Regions from separate parts of the Mus musculus genome. Here regions 1 and 3 are each linked to region 2. A link is a contact called in public Hi-C and HiChIP or PLAC-seq data. All regions are on one chromosome and are shown on one strand. The core of a region is the stretch at or near the end of the contact, and the rest is flanking DNA. Distances in the headings are between cores, read along the strand shown.

Region 1 (3,504 bases), core at 533-3,032, 390 kb before region 2:
ATGCTTTCAAGTTGGAAAGTACTGTGCTAGGCCCTGAGAAGAAAACACACACACACCACACACACACACACACACACACACACACACACACACACACACACAAAGCAGGCCTTTATCCCAGCCTGAAGGAGCAGCTCCTGGGGCACACTGCAAGGTAACAGACAACATAAGCCACAGAGATCCAGACAGGGGGCCCTGGGAGTTCAGAGAAGGGCAGGCTGTTGTTTATCCATATGTACTCCTGTCTCCTAGCTACCTCCCCTTAGATGTCCCAAAGGCACTTAGAACTAAACATATTTAAAACTGATCTCATCTGCTCCCTCCCAAACCTGTTCGTCATCTCAGATTCCCTCTCAGCGAAGCAAATTCATCCAAGCCACTTGCTCAAGCCTGAAACATGAGCTGCAGTGGCTCATGTCAGCTGTCACAGTTGCTAAAGTTGTCCCTGAACCTTTGGTGTGTGTTTGCCTTGCCCCAAAGGTCAAGACTAATAATAAAGTTGAGCTGAGCAGCAGGGCAGGAAAATTAAACCCAGCCTGGAGACAGACAAGACCCAGCGTCACCAGAGTCAGTTTCTGATTTGACCTCTGATGTCAACTAGTATAATCCCTTTTGGGAAAGCGGGTCGACAAAAGCCTAAAAAAAATGTTCATGGTATTTTTCCCAGAGATTTTGCTTCAGAATCAATGACCATTTATCTGTGTCCCCTCCTGAGAAATAAACATTCTAAACACAAAATTATCCCTTGTGGGGCCCTTTGTTTCTCTGATGAATGACTGGGAAGCAGTCTTCGCATCCAACAAAAGTAAAAGGGTTAAGCACAGCTGTCTACAACTATTGCTTAGGGATGAAAGCTGTGGAGATTCTATAGCAACAAGGAAAAATTATTATTCTGTAACTAAGGATACAGGGCTATGTGTATACTCTGATTGCAACAATGTAAAAATTGTGGGGGCATAGGATTGGCTAGGAGGACATTTAAATTTTCTTCTCTGTGAAGTTAAAAATTAAGATCCAAACATTGTCATTTATGAATTATCCTCCAGCTGTTGACTTATTTAGCCAGTCTCATCTTTCAGTCAAGGGTCTTAATCATATGTCTGTTTTCTATCAGTTCTTCACTGAGTGCTGCTCTGACAAAGGCCAAGCCACCACCAAGTATCCATTTTCTCTCATATGTCGAGGCAAGAAAGGTAGGATAAAAAAATAAATTAAAAAAAAAAGCTTTCAAAACATATGGTGCAGACTGCGTGGAGCCCACTTGGAGTCTTTTGCAGGCATGGTCACCCCCTGGTGGCGACTCGCCTGGTCGGTCGCCTTCGGGTGGACAGCGGGCTCACCTCTCCCCGGCCCAGCCCCAGCTTTTTTCCTGGCGTCCAAGACTCCTCCCTTTCTGTCCTTCTGGGCGGACTCTCAGTGGTCTGCACCGCTGGCACGAAATCCCCACCAGGTTGCGCTCTCACACCTTCCTCACACAGTCTCCTCCAGCTGCAATGACGTCTTTGTCAGTGGTTCGCATGCGCACTCGCCACCGACCAATGATGGACCGTCACTGCCATAGGCCCCAGGGCCTCCCCTCTGATTTTTCCCCGTAATTGAAAAAAAAAAATGGAGAAAATCTAGTACTAAGGCCATCCTCCAAATTCGAGGTTCTAAAAGACAGTGGCACACACAAAAAGCTACAGTCTCCAAGCCAACTACTTGTTTGGCCCCATCTTAACAATATCCACAGCTCTACAGCACAGACTGCCCACCCTGCCAAAGCCTGGTGGCCCCCTCCTCCAGACATCCAGATGAGGCTCCGCCCTCCTTGCTGCTAGCCAGCTGAGTGTGAACACCAGGGCAGGCTAACGCTAGGCTGATGCAATTTGGAAGCTAGTGGAGAACATCTGGTGAATGGGGTGCTGGGAAGAAAAAGAGTTCCTGCAGTAGCTCTCCCCGCAGTAAGCCCATTTCTGTAAATGCATACAAACCTCGGAGGCCTACCTAGGGTAATGCGTCAGAATTACCTACAGGGCTTGTTAAACCAAGACCATCGGGAGTCAGGAACTGTCGGGGATTCTGTGTCCATTGGTTTAAAACGTGCAGGAGGATCACGAGTTTGAGGCCAGTCTGGATGCTGTATTCAAAAAACAAACAAACAACAACAACAAAAACAGGTTATGCTACATACTTACAAATTGATATGAAAAGATACTCCGTGGTGGGGGCAGTACATTATCCAAATGATACACAGACACCTCAAAAGTCTTACTTCTCCATAAAAACACTGCAGACTAAGCAGAAACCAACTTGTCAAAGCACTAAGAACCAAGAAAAGGGTTTACAGCAACTAAACAAATGTTGAATTTAAAAAGGCAATTTTAAAATGGTAGGTATCTTAGTTATGGTTACTATTGGTATGATAAAACACCATGACTGAAAATCAAGTTGGGGAGAAAAGGGCTTACTTACACTCCATATCACTGTTCATCACTGAAGGAAGTCAGGACAGGAGCTCAAACAGGGCTGGAACCTGGAGGCAGGAGCTGATGCAGAGGCCATGAAGGGATTACTCCTTCCTGGCCTTGCTCTCCATAACTTGCTCAGCTTTCTTATAGAACCCAGCACCGCCAGCCCAGGAGTGGCACCATCCACAATGAGCTGGGCCCTCCCCCCCCCCCCCCATTGATCACTAATTAAGAAAATGCCTTACAGCTGGACCTGATGGAGGCATTTCCTTGACTGAGGCTCCTTCCTCACTGGTAACTCTAGCTTGTGTCAAGTTGACACCAAACCAGCCAGCAGAATAGGAAAGCTTATCAGAATCTTTACTTGGTCCCCAGTACATAGGTGGTCTTGAAAAGAGAAGCCTGAATTCCCATGTGTAAGCCTGACATTTGGTTCTGAGGGAAAAAAGCAGACTCGCTGGGTAAGTTACCCTTCACTTGTGTTCTAACTTGCTGAGATTTGGAGGAGTGACAGAGGACACTGGACTCTGTTTCACCCCACTCAGAATTCGGGAGGGGAGAGGAAAAAGGATCAAAATAGAGTGTAGGAAAAACTTTAAGTGAAAAGCCCCATCATATACATGTATGATATTTTCAAAAAATAAATGATTTTTTATTTAAAAAATGAGATTGAATTCCTCAAAATTAATATGAGAAAAACTAGGAATGCATAGATGCCTGGAGTAAAAGACTGAGCCAAAATGTAAACTGGACCACTTAAAGTCTGCGAGCAAAGCTGAGGTGGGTTTCTTTGAGAAACTGGAATATTCAAGAGAAAAACATAAATGGCAGAATTCAGAAAATGTGCTCAGAAAAGAACTGGGCCATCACCTTGAGTGACTCTTAAGGCAACACTACCCTAAAACAGAGCAGCTTTTGCAAAAATAAGATAAGTTTTCTCTATTACTTTTGGCATTTTTTGTAAATTTGGTTGTTGGTTCGCTGGAGGCTTTGGGGAGGGAGTGTATGTGTGTTTTGGCTCTTTATGTTTAGGAAATCTCTATAAAAACACCAA
Region 2 (3,824 bases), core at 575-3,074:
CTGGAAAATAATAATTTCAAAGTTGTGGCAATCCTCCTGCCTTGACCTTCTGAATGCTGGGTTTATAGATGTAAGCCAACACACTCAGTTAAAATATGGCATTACAAGCAAATGTGAACATGATAGGATTTATTTACTTCCTTGGTTCTTTGAAATCACTGGGTAGCCTAGGCTGGCCTAGAACTTAAGGTGACTGTCCCATGTCAACTTCCTGAGTACTAAGATTGCAGGCACATACCATCATGCCTAAGACAACAGTTTTTGCAGTAATCTTATCAAGTTAACAATGAGAAGGCTAATTTTTAGGAAAGGGATGCTGGACAAACTCTCTAGTAAGCACAGTTTACTAAAAACATCTATTCTCTTCATCTTTCATGCCTTCAAGCTATTGCCTTTCCCTTTTTTTTCAAAAACAATTTTTATTAGCTATTTTCTTCATTTACATTTCAAATACTATCCCGAAAGTCCCCTATACACCCCCCACCTCCCTCTCCCTTGCCTTTCATGTTGTCTCCCATCCCTGCTATTCTGGATCTACTACTCTTATGACAAACCCGGTTTGGAATTTGCAACCTGTTTTTGGTTTCATCCTATCAAACCATTCTGATGTCATTCCTGGGGTTCTGCTCTTTTATGTTCTGTAAATTCCAAGCCAGATAGATACAACTACTCTGCATGCAGATCTTGTTTTCTGCTGTAGTCTGGCTGAAGTAATGGGCCCTAAAACTTGACAGAAGACAGACTCTACATGGATTTCATTGGAGAAGCATGCTGAAATGTACTTTTCAAAAGACTGTGATCAAATTAGAACCTTTGCAGCTATTTTGAATTGTTCCCACATGGACACATTTAGTAGGTTGGAAAACAAAAAAAATCCCCTAACCATATGGCATAGCTTAGTGAGTACCAATAAGGTCCAAGTTGTAGTTGAATTTGAGTGGGTGTTTAATCTCCCTGACCAGAGATCCTGAGGCAAATTATAGGCAATTTCATTTTGTCTATGCATTCATTGTCTTAAGTAAATGTTTTACCATTTGTAAGGTGGATAACTCTTCAAAGTATGACAGTAGATGTTAGCGGTTTTTATGTATCATATGTGTTCTTCTCCTTTCGTTAAAAGTTGTGCATATCATCTTTTCAATGGAAGGGAAATTTCTCCCTTTCAGGGAACTTTAGCTCACTTTAGCCAAATTCTACTAATCCACAGTACTTCCTTTCCCATGATGCATCATCTCCATTTCTTTCCCTGGGCATGGTGGTATAATATCCTGAGGCAACTCGGTTGGATACTAGGAGTTCTGGTACAAATCCTATACACACATTTTCTTGGCCCGCTTCTTCTGACACTATGAGCATCAAGGCCTGACAGGTGTGATCCTCTGGTTCTAAGACTGCATCCTGAGGCCATCCGGGAAAAGACTACAACTCCCAGGATGCTCATCCGCCCCGCCCCTGTACCCCTCCCCCAGCTAGAAAGCGAGTATCACAGAGAAGACGAGGCAACATGGCTCCCGGAGGTGGAAGGCAGAGGCTTCACCCCCTTTGAAGCAGTGAAGAAGAGCAGCGGAGGGGAACGGGAAAAGAGGAGTGACTACGACTTTGTCATCGCTTTTATCTTCCCAGCCTCTTCTGAGTCTGGTCAGCCTCACCTCTGCTCTCCACCCGCACCCAGTCTGTGGTCTCCTCCCCTCCCCGCCCACGTTCCCTCGCCCCTCCCGTTCTCAAACCCTCTCTCCGCCCCCCTCGCCCCTACCCCCCGCGGAGTGCGCACGCGCCCGCCTCCAGCTTCGCGCGGGGATCGCCGACTGGCCCGCTTGCGCAGCCGCTGTTCCTTCTACCCACGGAGGAAGCATGGGCGTCCAGGGCTTCCAAGAGTTCCTGGAGAAGCGCTGTCCCGGGGCTGTGGTGCCTGTGGACCTCCTCAAACTCGCGCGCACCGTCTCGCGCCAGCAGCAGCAGCAGCACCTGCACCGCCAGCTGCCGCCAGCAGCCCTAGCGCCAGGGGCTCCACGCATCACCAGGGGCTCTGCTCCTCTGCCGCCGCCGCCGCTCCCGCCCGCTGCCTTTGGTGCTTACTCCGGGGGCGCGGGGCCGTCTCGGCACCATCACCCTGCTCACCATTTCCACCACCATGGCCAAGCGCCGCCAGGGCTGCATCCGCCGCCGCCCCCTCCGCTGCCTGGGGCTCGGGTATTGGTAGACGCGGGCTCGGCGCTGCCGCGGCTCTATGGTGGCTACCAGACGGATTGGGTTTGTGGCGGCCAGTGGAATGCCATGCTGGGCTACTTGTCAGCGCTGTGCCAGGCTTGTGCCTATCCGGGCGGAGACGGCCTGGAGCTGGTGGTCATGTTCCCTGGGGGCCTGGGGAAGGACCGACTGGCCGAGTGGGGCCGTCGGTGCCAGGCGGAGCGGCAGACTGCGCAACTGATCGTGGGACACGTGGGCAACAAGGGCACCCCTCCACCGCGGGCCTGGTTCCTGCCACCTGCCTGTCTGAGCCACTGCGTGAGGCTAGCACTCATCCGCTTCCGGGTCAAGGTGAGGGAGGGGTTAGATTTTTAAATGAAATGCCCCACACCTGTTCCTTCCAGACTAAACACCTAACCATTCACCGACCTACCTGCCACCCACTCAGTCAGCTAACTTACTGGCGACCATTTTATCCCCTCGTGCCCCCGTCATATGGCCTATTAATTCCCTTACCTACATGATTGTATCTCTAGCCATGCCATCCCCGTAACCCCCTTTACTCACACAATTGGCCTACCTGTTGGTTCTAGCAGAATTGACTCAAAATTCCTCCGGGCTTCATGTTTCTCTTGCTATCATCCCCCTCAAACTGAAATATGTTTTTTCTTCATTTTCCAGTTGACATTCCCTCCCCTATATCTGTTTTCAACCCCATGGCAAATAAAACAGATGTTAGTCGAACACCTTTGTTCTATAATTTTCCCCCATTTGACACCTAGTACTTCTTTTTTCCCCATCCATTGAGCCCTTTTCATTTCAACATGCTTTTATCTTGGCATGCCTTAGCCCAAACAATTCACTGATTGAGTCACTATTCAGGAAGATGAACACGCTCAGTAGGGGGTTTCAAAGACGGTTGGGGGTGCGGGGAGGGGCTCTCAAAAACCCCAAGACGCCATTCTTGGCTTTGAAAGATCAAATGCGCAGCATTTACTTGCTGGTGTAAATATGCATGGTGATTCTGTTTTCTGGTATGTAAGTTGCCAGTTTGGGTAGGTGGGTGGGGTGATAATCTGTGGGTTAAAATGGTCCTGGGAAACTTCCTGAAAAAGATAGACTTGGAGAATGGGCTAGATCTGAATGGTTCACAGGTTTTGGAGGAGGTTGTTTAATTAAAGAGGTTGAAGCAATCGGGCAGAGGCAAAAAGAAATACCAAGTTCATGAGGCTCCATGGGTTTAAACCGAAGGCCAGCCTCTGAGTAGTTGAGCCACTGCATATGGAGCCTGGGGAAAAGCTTGGCAGCATCCCCGGGTCTTGGCACCACTGCTATTACGCTGTTGCTTTCCCATACTCTTAGGTTTCAAGTTCCTACGTGTAGAGAATAGCAAGGCTTGAGAAGTAAGGAGGTAGGCAGGAAGAAGGAAAAGAAAAGCGTTACAGGGTTAGGTGGGAAGAAACTGCAAACCCATTTTCTAACCAGAGTTTTGGGGGGAATGTCCTTTCAGGATTGGGGACTTGGGGATTCTGAAAACAAAACAGGTGGCAGCTGGTGGGGTAAGGAGGGAACAGAGACGGAAAGATCTGCTACATGGAGAAGTTTGCAATGGTTATAGAATGTGACTAGAATCCTAC
Region 3 (3,339 bases), core at 427-2,926, 300 kb before region 2:
TAGGTAAGGTACAGCTCATTGAGAGAGGATTTCTTGAGTTGGGAAAGAACAGAGATTCTAGGTTTCTCTAGGATTTTCAAACAATGTTGTTTTCTAACCAGCTGAATGTCTGGGCCAGGAAAAATGTTTTGATTTGAAGTATTTTAGAGTAACTATCAAAGAAGTAATAATTGAAGCCATAGAAGCAAATGAGATATTGAGGGAAAGACCAGAGAGAGTGCGTGGGAAGACAGAGCTCAGGCCAAAGCTCCCAAGAACACTACTAAGACGAGGAGGAAACTGAAAAGGAAAAAGGAGAAAAATAAGCATGATATGTCATAGGGAAGCAATTTCAGGAGAAGGGAGAGGTCACTGGTGCTACCTGAATGCTAGCAAGTCCAAGTAGGATGACCTCTAAAGAGATTCTTTTCGGTTTAGTAACGTAAGCTATGGAAGACCTTGATAAGAAAAATAGCTTGGAAGAAGTAGTAGAGGTGAGTTGTAGCAGGGTTAAAGATAAGTGGGAGGTAGGAAATGGGACACTTGACTATGAGCAAGTCTTGAGTCATCTGTAAAAAGAGAAGAGAGATAACTTTTGGTGCTTGTTTTTTTAGATGGGAGAAGATACCTGACTGTTTAAAGCCCAGAGCGAAGGGACTCGGAACGAACTCAGAGGTCTGTTGCTAAGAATTCCAGACCTTTCTTCTGGCGTCTTCTGTTCACTCCATGTAAGTAGGACATGGGCTTATCAGCTAAGTACCGTGGGACGGAGTTGGGGGCACAAATCAAGATCTTGGGGAGACTAGATTTGATATGGCCACCATGGATGAGAGTTATCTAGGCAATGGGGGTGAAACAGAAAAGAAAGTTGACTACTAGTAGGGTGTCGGGTCAGTTCTGAGGGACTTGTAGAAGCTGGGAAATGAGGGTTTATCATGACACAAATGTGGAAAATTGTAGTGTTACCCAGTAGTGTTCAGCTGCCTGGGCACAAGCATGGAAAAAAAGGCAAACAGTTGGACTGGTTCAGTTTTGGGTTGCTGCCAGCCGGGTAACGGACAAAACAAGGGACCGCGACAAAAAGAGTGGAAAAGTAAAGGGCCATGAGATCTGGTCTGAGAAAATAAGTACTAAAGGATCGCTACGTGCCAAGCCTAGCTTAACTCTGGGACATGTGGAAAGGCTTCTGGGAAAGAGTGTGATGGGAGAGCGGAAGAAGGCATGAGATGCGACGGAAGGGTCGATTTCGGAAATTGGGCCCAGAGACTCGCCTCTGTGGGACCAAGGAAGGATGGGAAGGAAAGCTGAAGGGCCAGCAGAAGGAGGGCCTTAAGCTCCTAGCAGTTAGAGGTGAAACTGGCCCTAGCGAGGGGGCGTGGCCAAGCTCAAATCCCGACGAGGGGGCGGGGCTCCAATAACTGGGTCTCAGCGCCGCGGTGGCTGCGGCTGTCTCAGCAACGGCTCGCGCCTCCCCATCCCCCAGTTCCCAGGGCTCTTCCCGCCTGCCGCGGTGCAGACCCAGGACGAAGGCGGAGAAGCCCGGTCCAGCCCGGTCCTCCGCCCGCACGGCTGGAGCATCGTTCCGGAGGACTGCCCGAAGGCAAGCCTCGCAGCCGGAGAGCGCGGCGCACACGCGCGCCTCCCGGCCGCGGCCGTCCTCTCTTCCCTCCTTCCTCTCCTCTCCCCCTCCCCTCTCCTCCGCCCCCAGCCTCCGCTGCGGCGGGAGGAAGAACCCTTCCCGACTAGCCCAGAGAACCCAGGTCGATTCTCATTCCGGGAGAAAGAGACCCCCCTCGGTGGGATCCGGCTGGCCGCTCGCCCCCGGCTACGGAAGTGACTGGTCATCTATTAGGAGAGCTCGTGCCTAGCGCAGCCCCCGACCCTCGCCTAGCCGCAGCCGCATAGACAGCGCTCCCCAGCGGGCCCCCGGCCCCGCCGAGCCCACTCCCCGCTTGGGGCCAGGGCTGGCGATGCCTGGCGCGGCAACGGCGGTGGCCGCGGCTGCTGCTGCTGCTGCCGCCACGGCTGCTGGCCGGAGCCCGGGTCGGGGGCTCGAGTCTCCGCAGTGGGGCTGAGCCCGCAGCCCCGCCCCCCGAGCCTGAGGCCGCTGCTCCGCCGGGCGCCGGGCCTTCTCCGCCCGCGCCTCCGCCCCAGGAACTGGAGCCAAGCGGGGAGCCCGGGCCCCGCGCCCAGGCCCGGACCATGCATGGCCACCGAGTCCCGGGGGGCCCTGGGCCTTCGGATCCCGAACGCTCAGCGGCAAATACCCCCGGTGCCGCTCCGCTGGCCTGTGCCGACTCGGACCCTGGAGCCTTGGAACCCGGGCTGCCGGTGAGCAGGGGCTCAGGCACGGCTCTTGGAGGCCCTTTGGATCCTCAGTTTGTTGGACCCTCGGATGCCAGCCTGGGAGCGCCTCCAAGCTCCCGGGTCTTACCCTGCGGCCCTAGTCCTCAGCACCACCGGGCCCTGCGCTTCTCCTACCACCTGGAGGGCTCGCAGCCTCGGCCTGGTGAGTGATCCAGACAGCATGGGAACCTGGGCCACGGGCCTGGTACCGGGAACGGGTTCTTGTTCTAGGACTTGGAGCCGACATGCTCACCCTAGCCCCTTGGGTCCCCTCAACCCCTACCCCCACCTCCTGCAGTATTCGGTCCAGTCCTTTCAGCCTTTGCCCCTTGCTCTTATCTGTCCCTTGCGCCCTCAAGCCTTAAGACTCCTTTCTCTTCTAACTGTTGAGGCTAACAGGAGAGGAAGCACTCCAAGAAAAGGGGGCAGGATTTCAGGGCAGCAATGGGGATGTGGTTGGAATAGGAGAAAAGAAGTCTCCCATTAGCTAAGTGACTACATTTGTGCATGGCACTGAACTGGGTACTTTTACAAGGGTTTTTGTTTCAGCTTCAGGAGCCATCTGTGAAGTGGATATCATCAATTACATTTTTAGGGGTGCAGACTGAGGCTTTGAGAAGTAACTTGTCCAAGGTCACACTGTCATTATGGTGCCTGGATTTAAAAACAGATCAGAGTCCAAAATCTGTGGTCTTCCCGCTTCCCCAAACTGAAGCTGGAGAGTAATGCAAGCTTTCTCCTTATGTGATTTCCCCTTATACGACTCAGTAGCCCGAAAGTATGAGCAAAAGAGAGAGGGAGATGGTGGACTGATCCTAGATTGTGCTTCTGCTAGGTGTGTGTGGCCACAGGACAAGGGGAGGAAGAGGTAGGGGGTATTGATGAGAGAGAAAGGTGGAGCTGAGCCTGGAGGAAGGGGCTGAAGGCGCTGCTGGTACGAAGGAATAGGACAGAGAGGTCAGAAGGGAGAGCTGCTGGGCCAGGAGATTGTTTGGAAAAATCATCAGGATGGTT

What was found. A called contact is a pair of places that touch in the nucleus more often than the background predicts. HiChIP or PLAC-seq counts read pairs in DNA pulled down with a chosen protein or histone mark.
Region 1: a contact with region 2 is called in an H3K27ac HiChIP or PLAC-seq map of embryonic stem cells, with 5 times the contacts expected there. The contact joins the enhancer-like site here to the promoter of Fam120c in region 2. A contact is called at or near these places in 3 of 39 promoter capture datasets (the C10 cell line, embryonic stem cells and stem cell-derived epiblast-like cells), 4 of 484 Hi-C or Micro-C datasets (all in embryonic stem cells), 5 of 115 datasets of contacts at active chromatin or transcription factors (embryonic stem cells and stem cell-derived neural progenitor cells) and 1 of 9 other capture datasets (embryonic stem cells).
Region 3: a Hi-C map of uterus shows a contact between it and region 2, with 7 times the contacts expected there. The contact joins the promoter of Fgd1 here to the promoter of Fam120c in region 2. A contact is called at or near these places in 4 of 484 Hi-C or Micro-C datasets (embryonic stem cells and uterus), 2 of 115 datasets of contacts at active chromatin or transcription factors (both in embryonic stem cells) and 2 of 9 other capture datasets (liver and pancreatic islet).

The regions. Positions count from the first base shown.
Region 1 is chrX:150,955,314-150,958,817 of GRCm38.p6, forward strand. No RefSeq gene overlaps it. Among named protein-coding and RNA genes, the nearest start is that of Gnl3l, 60 kb to the right of the region's middle. Within about 2 kb of position 1,783, at least 120 of the 459 cell types and tissues checked have an H3K27ac peak or open chromatin away from gene starts, as enhancers often do. A contact at or near this core is called in embryonic stem cells and stem cell-derived epiblast-like cells, where this site is marked.
Region 2 is chrX:151,342,399-151,346,222 of GRCm38.p6, forward strand. It overlaps Fam120c (family with sequence similarity 120, member C), which reads left to right and starts at 1,825. Exons shown (of 16, transcript NM_198105.2): 1 at 1,825-2,538. The coding sequence starts at 1,852.
Region 3 is chrX:151,045,494-151,048,832 of GRCm38.p6, forward strand. Fgd1 (FYVE, RhoGEF and PH domain containing 1) reads left to right here and starts at 1,677. Exons shown (of 18, transcript NM_008001.4): 1 at 1,677-2,488. The coding sequence starts at 2,182. It overlaps Gm46690 (a long non-coding RNA gene), which reads right to left and starts at 599. Exons shown (of 2, transcript XR_001782846.2): 1 at 1-599.